2 separate regions of the Rattus norvegicus genome follow, and region 2 is linked to region 1. Evidence: chromatin contacts called from public Hi-C data. All regions are on one chromosome and are shown on one strand. Each heading gives the region's core, a stretch centred on a gene start, on an enhancer-like site or on the middle of the called end of the contact. The rest is flanking DNA. Distances are from core to core; before and after follow the strand shown.

Evidence for each region. A called contact is a pair of places that touch in the nucleus more often than the background predicts.
Region 2: a contact with region 1 is called in a Hi-C map of liver, with 4 times the contacts expected there. The contact joins two enhancer-like sites. A contact is called at or near these places in 6 of 12 Hi-C or Micro-C datasets (Schwann cells, kidney, liver and 1 more).

Annotation. Positions count from the first base shown.
Region 1 is chr3:34,277,894-34,282,839 of GRCr8, reverse strand. No RefSeq gene overlaps it. Among named protein-coding and RNA genes, the nearest start is that of Ier5l, 140 kb to the right of the region's middle. Within about 2 kb of position 2,814, at least 39 of the 93 cell types and tissues checked have an H3K27ac peak or open chromatin away from gene starts, as enhancers often do. A contact at or near this core is called in Schwann cells and liver, where this site is marked.
Region 2 is chr3:34,475,140-34,479,923 of GRCr8, reverse strand. C3h9orf50 (similar to human chromosome 9 open reading frame 50) reads left to right here. Exons shown (of 6, transcript NM_001100979.1): 4 at 421-586; 5 at 702-876; 6 at 1,186-1,399. The coding sequence ends at 1,293. Among named protein-coding and RNA genes, the nearest start is that of C3h9orf50, 7.2 kb to the left of the region's middle. Within about 2 kb of position 2,328, at least 35 of the 93 cell types and tissues checked have an H3K27ac peak or open chromatin away from gene starts, as enhancers often do. A contact at or near this core is called in Schwann cells and liver, where this site is marked.

The sequences.
Region 1 (4,946 bases), core at 1,565-4,064:
CAGGGAGATGCGTTCCCAGCTGCTGTCATGCCCACATGCACACAACCTGACCATGTGGCACACTGACGCAGAGGCACACACCCATCTGACACAAGCGTGCACATGGCCATGACCTGAACCAAGCTTTCTTCACGCACAGAAACACATAGAATGCTCTCACAACCTGTCAGGATGGTCAGGAGATGAAATAACAACACAAAGCCACCCAGGCAAGCACACACATACCATGCACATCTACATACCACCCAGACCCAAGGGTGCTCAGGGATATGATCATACCCCCTACATGTACCCACACACAGGCACACCCAGCAGGACAGTCACAACACAGTGGGACATAAGCACACACATCATCGCATGCATTCCACACACAGGAACATGCTACGCAAACATGCACACCCTGTGCATACTCACACATATGCATGCCTGAACACCACACACACACACACACACACACACACACACACACACACACACACACACACAGAGGCAATCTTCTGGGTTTTGATGCCTCTGGTTCCCAGTTTCTAGGCTCTAGGCTCTGATTCCCCACAGCATGCACTGTGTTGCTGCATCCCAGATACACTTGGGAAATAGGGAGCCCGATCTTAGAATTATGTCATCTGGCAGGTGGGGACTGACCATGGGAGAGGAGAGAGAAGAGCAGGGGTCTGTGTGGGGTGAGACAGGGCAGATTCACAGGCAGCACACAAGCTCCAACATACCCTGGTTGAGAACAAACTCTTAGCGCAAGACTGGGGAAGGACTGTGAAGGTCAAAGGCTCGACACAAAGAGCCACAGCACCCCACCCACTTGCTTCACTCTCCCCCTTCCCAGTGGAGGGCTCTATGTGGGCCTCAGTTTCCTCATCTGCACAATGGATGGGATCCAGGCACACCCCACAGGTTAGCATGGGCTAGCTGATGCTATTCCCATATAGTCACAGCCCCGAAAGCTGGGGGTTGGGGGAGTCTTCCTGGCTGAGAGGCATCTGCTCACTCAGGCTCACATCATCCTGCAAGCTCCAGCCTTTCTTCCCCTGGGGAGCCGGACATCTAGCTCCCAGTGTGGTTCTGGTCTACACTGGGCCCCAAACCCAGTAAACAATTTTGCATATATTTAAATCTTCTCTGTGGGCTCCTAGGCTCCACCCCCCTCTCAAAGGAGAGAAAGAAATGACAAAGGCGTCATTTGTCTCCGTCGAGCACCCCATCTATCAGGGTCGCCGAGCCCGTCGCCTCGAATGAGGCGCGCACCCGGGAAGGCCGCTTTAATGGGCTCCGCGTGTGACTGCAGCCGGGCGGTGCAGGGCCGGCATTTGCATACATATTAAACGGAGCAGTAAAAAATGCAGACATGCAAACCATTTGGACGGCTCCTCGCACACAGCCTGCCAGGAAATCAATCTTTGGGTTTCTTAAAGGAAACCTGCTCCAGAGAAGGTGGGGACGCCGCGCAGCCCACAGGCAGAGTAGCTGGGAGTTAACGCCAGTCAGTGGTCTGTCAGTCTGTCCGCTGGGCTTTCCCAGCCACAGGGAAGCAGGGGCAGTGAAGGGAGCCCTGTGCATCCTGCTGTATGCCCTCTGCCGGGAGGATCTGAATCTGTGAGGGCTGGGAGTGCTCGCCCCATTTTTGTGACAGGGGTGGTGGTGGTGTGCTGAGTCACAAGCCCAAAGGCTACCCAAGCACTGTGGTCTCTGCAGGGTCCCCTCAAGCTGTGTGACCTTAGGAGAGTCATCAACCTTTCTGATTTCTGAGCAAGTAGTGTAATATGCCTCCCCTGCAGTGCGATGTTTGATTAGCGTGGACCAGGCTTATACGACACAAGCACTCAACTGGAGTCTGGTGCCTCGGGCTTTGAATCCAGCTCTAGGAAGGCAGAGGCAGGAGGATCTCTAGTCTACAGAGTGAGGGCCAAGTAAAAACTGACCGCAGAAGAAATGTAAGAGGGGCCTCTGCGCAAAGCATTCCTTTTGTCCCATAGTCAAGCCTCTCATCCCCACCTCTTGACCTACACACGGCTCTGACTCTCAGGGGAACTTCCAGTTCCACACTAGAGGGCACGTGACCCAAAAGTCACGTGTCAGCTGCGCACTTCTGCAGGGATGAGGGCACCGGAGCAGACAAACCCCTTCCCCGCACCACCAATCCCCAGAAGAGGAAAGGAGTCTAGCATTTTCTGGCAGTGGAGCCCACTGTGTAGATAAGAAAAATCAGGCAGTCTGGGCTGGAGGTTCTAAAGCTGATGACCCTCAAGGTAGTGGAGGTGGAGTTGGGCTGTTGGCAGAGGGCACAGGGGTTAGCCCCTTCCCCAAGTGTAGGAGGACTCTCACCGGAAGTGCCATGCCCCTGGGAGGAAGAAATGAGCCTGAGGCCCATTGGCCTACGGGTGAATATTTGGTACCTAACAAGATCTTGGCTACAAAGACACACCAGAAGAAGGGAGGGAAGGAAAAACAGAAGCTTCCCAAGTTAGCCCAACTGGCCTCCCTTGCTTCTCCTCACTGTCCCAGAGGCAAGGACCTGGGTGGTCGGCGATCTGCACACCTGCCAGGCCGAGCCAGGGAAAGAGGCTGGGATGGTTGGCTCAGCGGGAGCCTCCTGCTCCGGCGACCCTGGGGCGGTGCTGAGATTATTCGGTGGAGTTTCTGAGCATCCTGGCCGGGAACAGTGACCTCTGCACGCCTGCGTGGGTTGCAGCCCGGAGCCAAGAGAACCAACAAGGCCCCGCCCACGGCTGTGGCCCTGCAACACCTAGGCTGGGTTGGGCTTATTCTGCCGGGGTGGCCTTCTCCGCCTCCCTAGAAGCCCAAACTCTCGAGCCTCCAAAGCCTGAACCACTTCAGGCAGTGAGGAGAGCTGGTGGGGGGATGGGAGGGAGGGAGGTCGAAGTTACTGGAACCCTGGGGCTATTGCTCAACCTGGGGGAGCCCAGCCGTAGGGCCTATCGGCCCCCACTCGATTGCCCCCACACACACTCCGGTCCTCCCTCCCTCCCGGCCCCGCATAACAAACATTCCTCTCCAACCAACCCCTGCAGCAGCAGCCTGGGAAGGGGGAACTACCGCAGACAGCAGGCGGCCGCCAGAAACGCTTAACCCCTTCGCTCCCAGCCGCTGGAGCCCACGGCCCGGGGAGGGAAGTCATGGCTGCCAGAGATCTTCCCAGACTCTGGTGACCCGGTCAGGTGACTGACCTGGATCAACAAGTCGTCAATCTGTATGCCAGAAACTCACTCAGAAGTTTCCAGAGCTGGTTCTGGAGGGTAGAGTAGAGTTGATCCAGGGACCCACCGCACTTCCCCAGTTAGAATGCTCTGCCTGAGCTGGCGGAAGTGGCTCCCACTAAGTAGGAGGGCTTCCAAGTCTCCAGAGGTGATCACTTTAGGGAGTTTGGGGCAGAATAAGACTGACATTTTCTGTGGTGATTCCCTCAGGTGGAGAGCAGACCCTTCACTCCCCACCCCCACCCTTTACCTTAGGAATTGAAGGCCAGAGAACCACATGGCCAAGTTTCTCCCATAAAGAATAACTCAGGGGTTGGGGATTTAGCACAGTGGTAGAGCGCTTGCTAGAGCGCAAGGCCCTGGGTTCGGTCCCCAGCTCCGGAAAAAAAGAAAAAAAAAAAAAAACTCAGCCGCCCCCCCCCCCCGCCTCCCCCAAAGGCTCAGCCGGCAAAGTCTTTGCCACACCCGAGGGCCAGAGTTGGCTCTGAATCCCTACCACCAACATCAGAGACCCAGGCCTGGTAGCATTCGACTGTAATGCCAGTGTCCGCGGGTTCCCTGGCCCACCAGTTGAGCCTAATTGTCGCTCTTCAGGACCCAGGGCTCTCCTGTCTCAAAGGAGGTAGACAGGGCCTGAAGACCAGGCTAGCCTCAGCTTCCTTGTGTGTGCATGAAGGCAAAACAACAACCTAGTGTGTGGGGGTGGAGGCTGGGGATTCATGATCAAATCAATACGCTTGAGGAGCAACACACCTGAACACACCAAAAGTCGGCCAACAGGACACACTTCACAGGCATCCTGGGGTAGACTCTCCTGTAGCCAGTGCAGTCTGCCTAGCTCCAGACCGGCTGGTCCTTGGGAGAAGTCAGCACATCTGCATACACCTAGATACAGTGTTGAGCTTAGTAAGTGCTGAGAGACTCTGAGGCACACAGCCTCCTGGAGTCTTGAAAGAAACTGAGTTTAAGCCGCTGCCCAGGCCCTTACCCTGATACAGGCTGCTCAGGGAGGAAGCCAGCATTCCTCCAGCGTCTGTGTTGGTAGCCACAGGAACATGGAACCCACCCCATTTCCACCCCTACCTCCACTGTGTGCCAGTTAGTTTGTGGCTTCTCTACCTGTCTGTCTCGTTAGAGAAACAGTCAGAGCTCAGAAAACCAGAAGCCACTTAGAAAGGACAATTAACCTATGCAGTGCGCTCTCTCTCTCTCTCTCTCTCTCTCTCTCTCTCTCTCTCTCTCTCTGTGTGTGTGTGTGTGTGTGTGTCCTTCACTCACTAAGGCATGAAGGAAATAGCTGGAGAAAAGCGGGAGAAAGCTTCAGATTACACATGATGGTCTCAGACTCAGTACAGAACTGACGGCCTTGAACCCTCCTGCCGCAGTACCGGCCCCTGAGTACCGGGAGGGACAGCCACCTCTGGTTTATGCAGTGCTGGAAAACCAAACCCAGGGCTTTGTCTGTGTTAGTGGACCACTCTAGCAACCAAGCCACGCTCCCAGCTTTTAGACTCCTTCTCTTTGATGAAGTAGTACTCAGCATGTCCACACACCACAGACCATACAGAGAGCTTCACCGATGGGCCAGGAAGAGGCGGTCTTTGACCCCACCTCATACACACGCATGAGGTCTCCGGGTCCCCCTGGCTAGGCCAAACTCTCCAGGACAGGTTGAGAAACAAGAGGCAATTTCAATCTGTGGTTCTGCGCGTGCGGAAA
Region 2 (4,784 bases), core at 1,079-3,578, 200 kb before region 1:
AAACTCAAGAACAGGCCGAGTACTGTGGCCATAGCCCATAGCATCAGGACATGTGCTTTCTCAGTTTCTCCCGTCAGAGGTAGCCTCTGGTGATACAGGAAAAGCGCCCAGCCCCGAGAGATTCCCTCCCTCTAAGCCTTGCAGATTCTTGGCATCCTGGGCCCATTGTGGGGTGGGGTAGGAGTAGGACTGTGGCAGAGATCAGCTTTGTGGCATAGCAGAAACAGTCACAGGGAGGTAGTTTTAAAACCCAGGACTTCTCTGGAGGCAACCGACAGGCACTGGGGAGCCTGTGGTTGCCATGGAGACAGGGCTCTGTCTAGCCTTGCCAGCCAGAGGAAGGAGAGAGGGTGGGGGCATATCAGTATGCCCCTCCCTGGGGGAGGGGACAGGGAACTCACTCTGCTCTCTCTCTTCTAGTCCGGCAGAATATCTTACCGAGCGAGCAGACGGCTTTGCCAGCTGTATCTGTGTCAGAGCGAGTGCTTGGGAGTGTTGGGAGATGGTTGGACAGTCTGCCCAGAGCCCTTCAACCCAGGGTCCAAGACACCGCGGCTAGCTCCTCATGCTGGAACTGCCCCCGCGAGTGAGGCTCTGGGTAGAGAAAGCAGGAGGGTTGTGGTCTAGGTCCTCCGGGGACGAAGTGCAGATGGGCCTGGAACTCAGGGTCGAAAAGCTATAGGCTCCTCTCCCCTCACCAGGTCAGCTCAGGAACCACAGCTCTACCTTTCTGAGGATGCCACCGTGAGCAGCCGCCTACCCTTCATCTCCAGGGCCACCGCCCCAAGGCCAAGGGGAGGCCTAAGAACCTTCCTGGACACCCCTAACAATCCGGAGCAGGTGGGCAAATCGCCCTGTCCCGGGAGCCAGAAGCTGGTGAGCAGCCCAGGGCAGCTGGCCAGCAGAAGCACCAGCCCTCAGTGACTCTGCAGGGGAGCCTCTCTGTTGGATTTGTGTGGCCTGGCCTCCCTCGGTGTGGAGCGGAGGGGGAGGAAGTCCTTGAGCCTGGCTAGTGAGTGGGTGGGCTGTGCTTCAGTCTAGACCAACTGCAGGGAGGGACCACCTGCCGCCACGCCCCACCCCCGGGCCCCGGGGACCTGTCTCCTCCCACCTGGGCTCCCAGGGAACCTGTCTGCTCCCCGTCTCCTCCCTGGGCTCCCCTCAGCAGTGCCTTGCTCCCTCTAGGAATCCTTTCTGCCCAGTTTGGTGCTGCAGACCGTTCTAAAGCAAGGCCGCCCTAAGGGCTACCAGCTCCTTCTGCCGACCACAAACCGGCAGCAGGCTCACAGGTGAATGCCTGCCAGAGGCCCCCCTGCTCAGAAGTGTACCCATGCCAGGCAATGAGGAGAGTGCTTCTTCGCCCCACAAATAAACACACCTCCCAGGTGGCTGGGATGGATCACTAGGTCCTCCAGTATGAGCCATTCTGGGTGCCTGATTGGGGACCACTTGGATTCCTGGGTGGGGGAGATTAGGGCGGATTCACAGCTGGGATGAGGCTGGTGATATGGGGGGGGACAGGGCACCCGAGGGGCTCAGCTTGTCCTAAGGGATGCTTTCCCAAGGGGTGGGGGGCACTCACTACACAACCTCAAACCTAAATCAACCCATACCTGAAGCAGACCCCCAGCCATGACCTCAGCCTAGGAGAGTGGATAAACAACTTGTCTTTAGCGCCAGAGGCTTCTCTGCCCAACTTTTAGTAGAGGGTATGGGTATCTAGACCCCAGCCCAGGAAAAAGAGGCCTGTGTATGGGTAATTCTTAGTCCTTTTAGCCTGATGCAGTTCAGATCCACATGGGGAAGTGGCCTGAGTCAAGGTGGCAGGCGCCTCCTAGCATTTATCTGCTGCACTAACCTAGACACTGACATACACCCAAGTGCCCCATCACTCCATGTCCCAACCCCTGGGGGAAGCCTGGGAGCCAGCCCTCCCTCTTTGGAGTTTCACCTTGTTCTTGCGCTCTGGCCAGGTCTTTATCGCCACCTGCTGGCCCTTGAAGAAACGGCTCGGACTCGGCGCGGAGTGGAGTCTAACTGGGAGGACCGAATGCTGGGGGTTTGGGCTGGACTGGGCCGGTCATCTTAGGGACCAGATGGGCTGGGGATGATGAAGGGCTGAAGAAAGGTAGATCCGGACCCGGTATGCGACGCGATGCGTCAACGTCATCTGCGCTGGGCTGGAGCGGGCCTCGGTCCCTTTCTGGGCTTTCAGGCTGAGACCCAGGACGTGGAATTCTGGAGTGCTGCGCACCGCGGGTGCGGGTTCTGCCTCTGTTTCCCCGGCCGCCTGCAGCGCCGCGCCGCACCGCGCGGGGGCAGTGTTGGCCTGGCTTTGCGCCGCGAAACTTCAGCTCTAGTCCGGTGTTGAAAACTTTCCCTTAGGCAGTGCTCGCTGTGATCCCTGAATCCTGGGTTCTGCGCTCCCCACTGTGGGGAACTCGGCCTCCAGTCTGCAACCGGGAGACCTGACCTTCACGGAGAGGCTGGTAACGCACAGAACAGACCCATGCAAGGAAAAAATCTTGGAGGTCGAAGTAGGACACACCACAGAGACCCCACACACAGAGGACAGCACATACTCACCACCACCTGGAGACCCCACACACAGGGAGAACACACAGACAGGCACACCATACGACACCAATAGAGACCCCACACACGTAGAAAACCATACCACAGATGTTCACAGCAGACACAGTCCAGGTACATAACACACACTGTATATACAACATGTACAGATACCACACATGGAGAAGCACACACCACACACACACACACACACACACACACACACACACACACAACTGATACACATGGACACAGGCACACATGTAACAACACATCATACACATGGAAAAACAGACACAAAGAGGTACTCGCACACATACCACATAAACACAGATACACACAGCACATGATACATGGGACCATACACATGGCACACAGACGTCCTCCCACACGGGGAAGCCAGGCATACTTACCCCAGAAAGAATGCACACACAGCCCATTCCACACACAGAGGTAACACACTTCAGAGCTTGTGTTGCACACTGAAGTATGTACCATGGACCTCTGGAGGACCAGGGTCCTAGAGGACTTCAGAAGTGTCATCAGCCTACACCCACAACATGGCAGTTCGTGTGGTGCCTGAACTTAGGTGACCAAGAAGGGGCTGGGAATGCTGAAACTGGGAAAAGACCCCTTTCAAACAACCTAGGTCTTTCCTCAGAGTGATTCCATTCTCCTTCCCAGAGCCTGTACTGAACCTTTTTGTCTGGATGGTTGAGCAGGGCCTCACTGTGGACCTGGTCTGTGATCACTCTGTGATCACTCCAGGCTGGCCTGGAACTCAGAGATCTGCCCGCCTTTGCCCACCTCAGTGTTAGGATTAAAGTGTGTGCCACCATGCCTGCCATGCCTCGTGGGGCCTTTAAAGGTGGCCCCCAGGCACAGGGGAGCTGGGGGAAAATCCTAGCTTTGGGTCCCTTTCCAGTAGCATAGTGGGTGTGGTAGCCGTGTACCATGTGCTTTAGGGCTGGTCTGTTCCTCTCCCGGGTGAGGCCTTCCCAACTCTCTCATCTCCCTGATCACCACCACAGACTATATCTCTTGGGCCAAGTCAAGTAGGGCATGGGAACTAGGCTCGTTGACAGATGCAGGGTGTCCCCACTCTGACAGGAAGCCCTGCCCCTTTCTCTGGAATGTTCTCTGCCTTGTGAGTCTTTGTACCCTGGTGGTGACTCATTAGCCCTAGAAGTGAGGGCTGCTGCTTACACTGCCATGTGTGAGGAGCTGGGTCTGGTCCCCACAGTGTGGGCAGGAGAGATGGCTCAGTGGTTAAGAGCACTTGCTGCTCTCTCAGAGGTCCTGGGTTTGGTTTCCAGCACCCACATCAGTTCACAACTGCCTGTACCTTCTCTTCTGGACTCTGCAGTAACTTCACTCACGTTCATTCACATGCGTGCATGCTCACGGGCACATTTGCATGTGCACACACAAACACAATTTTAAAAAAAAATTTTTTTTTTTCCCTGACGGTGTCACATTATGTAGCTCTGGTTGTCCTGGAACTCACTCTACAGACCAGGCTGACTTTGAACTTAGAGATCCTCTTGCCTCCGCCTCCCGAGTGCTGAGAGATTGAAGGTGTGCGCAGCTGTGCTTGGCTTTAAAAATAAGCCCTGGAGGGGTTGGGGATTTGGCTCAGTGGCAGAGCGCTTGCCTAGGAAGCGCAAGGCCCTGGGTTCGGTCCCCAGCTCCGAAAAAAAAACCAAAAAAAAAAAAAAAAAAAAAAAAAAAGCCCTCGAAAGAGGGAGAGTGAGACAGCTGGAATTCGTGGCACATGGGTTTAATCCCAGCACTTGAGAGGTAGAGGCAGGAGGATCTCAGAGTTCGAAACCAGCTTGGTAGTCTGCGAAGTTCTAGGTAACCAGAGCACCCCAAGACCAGAGAGACAAAGACTGAGCCATACTCAGTTTCCTGCAGCCACCAGGCCTCATTTGTACACTGGGTTTCTTAGAAACCACGCTCAGGAGAGCCCGTTCTGGGAAGCTGAGGACCAGAGAAATCTGACCCATTTTCAGCTCAGTTACACAGTGTGGCTCCCACTGGAGGCTGACCTAGTGGGGTAGCCCTCTGTAGCCCGCCAAACCTTCCCCCTCCCCCACGACACTGAAGCTCCAGTAGGGGAGGGGACTTGGCAGACTAACCTGAAAAGCAGGGACTGGTGGTATCAAGAAGGTTCCCTGGTGGCCAGACAGGACCCTCACAGGCAGTTGGCA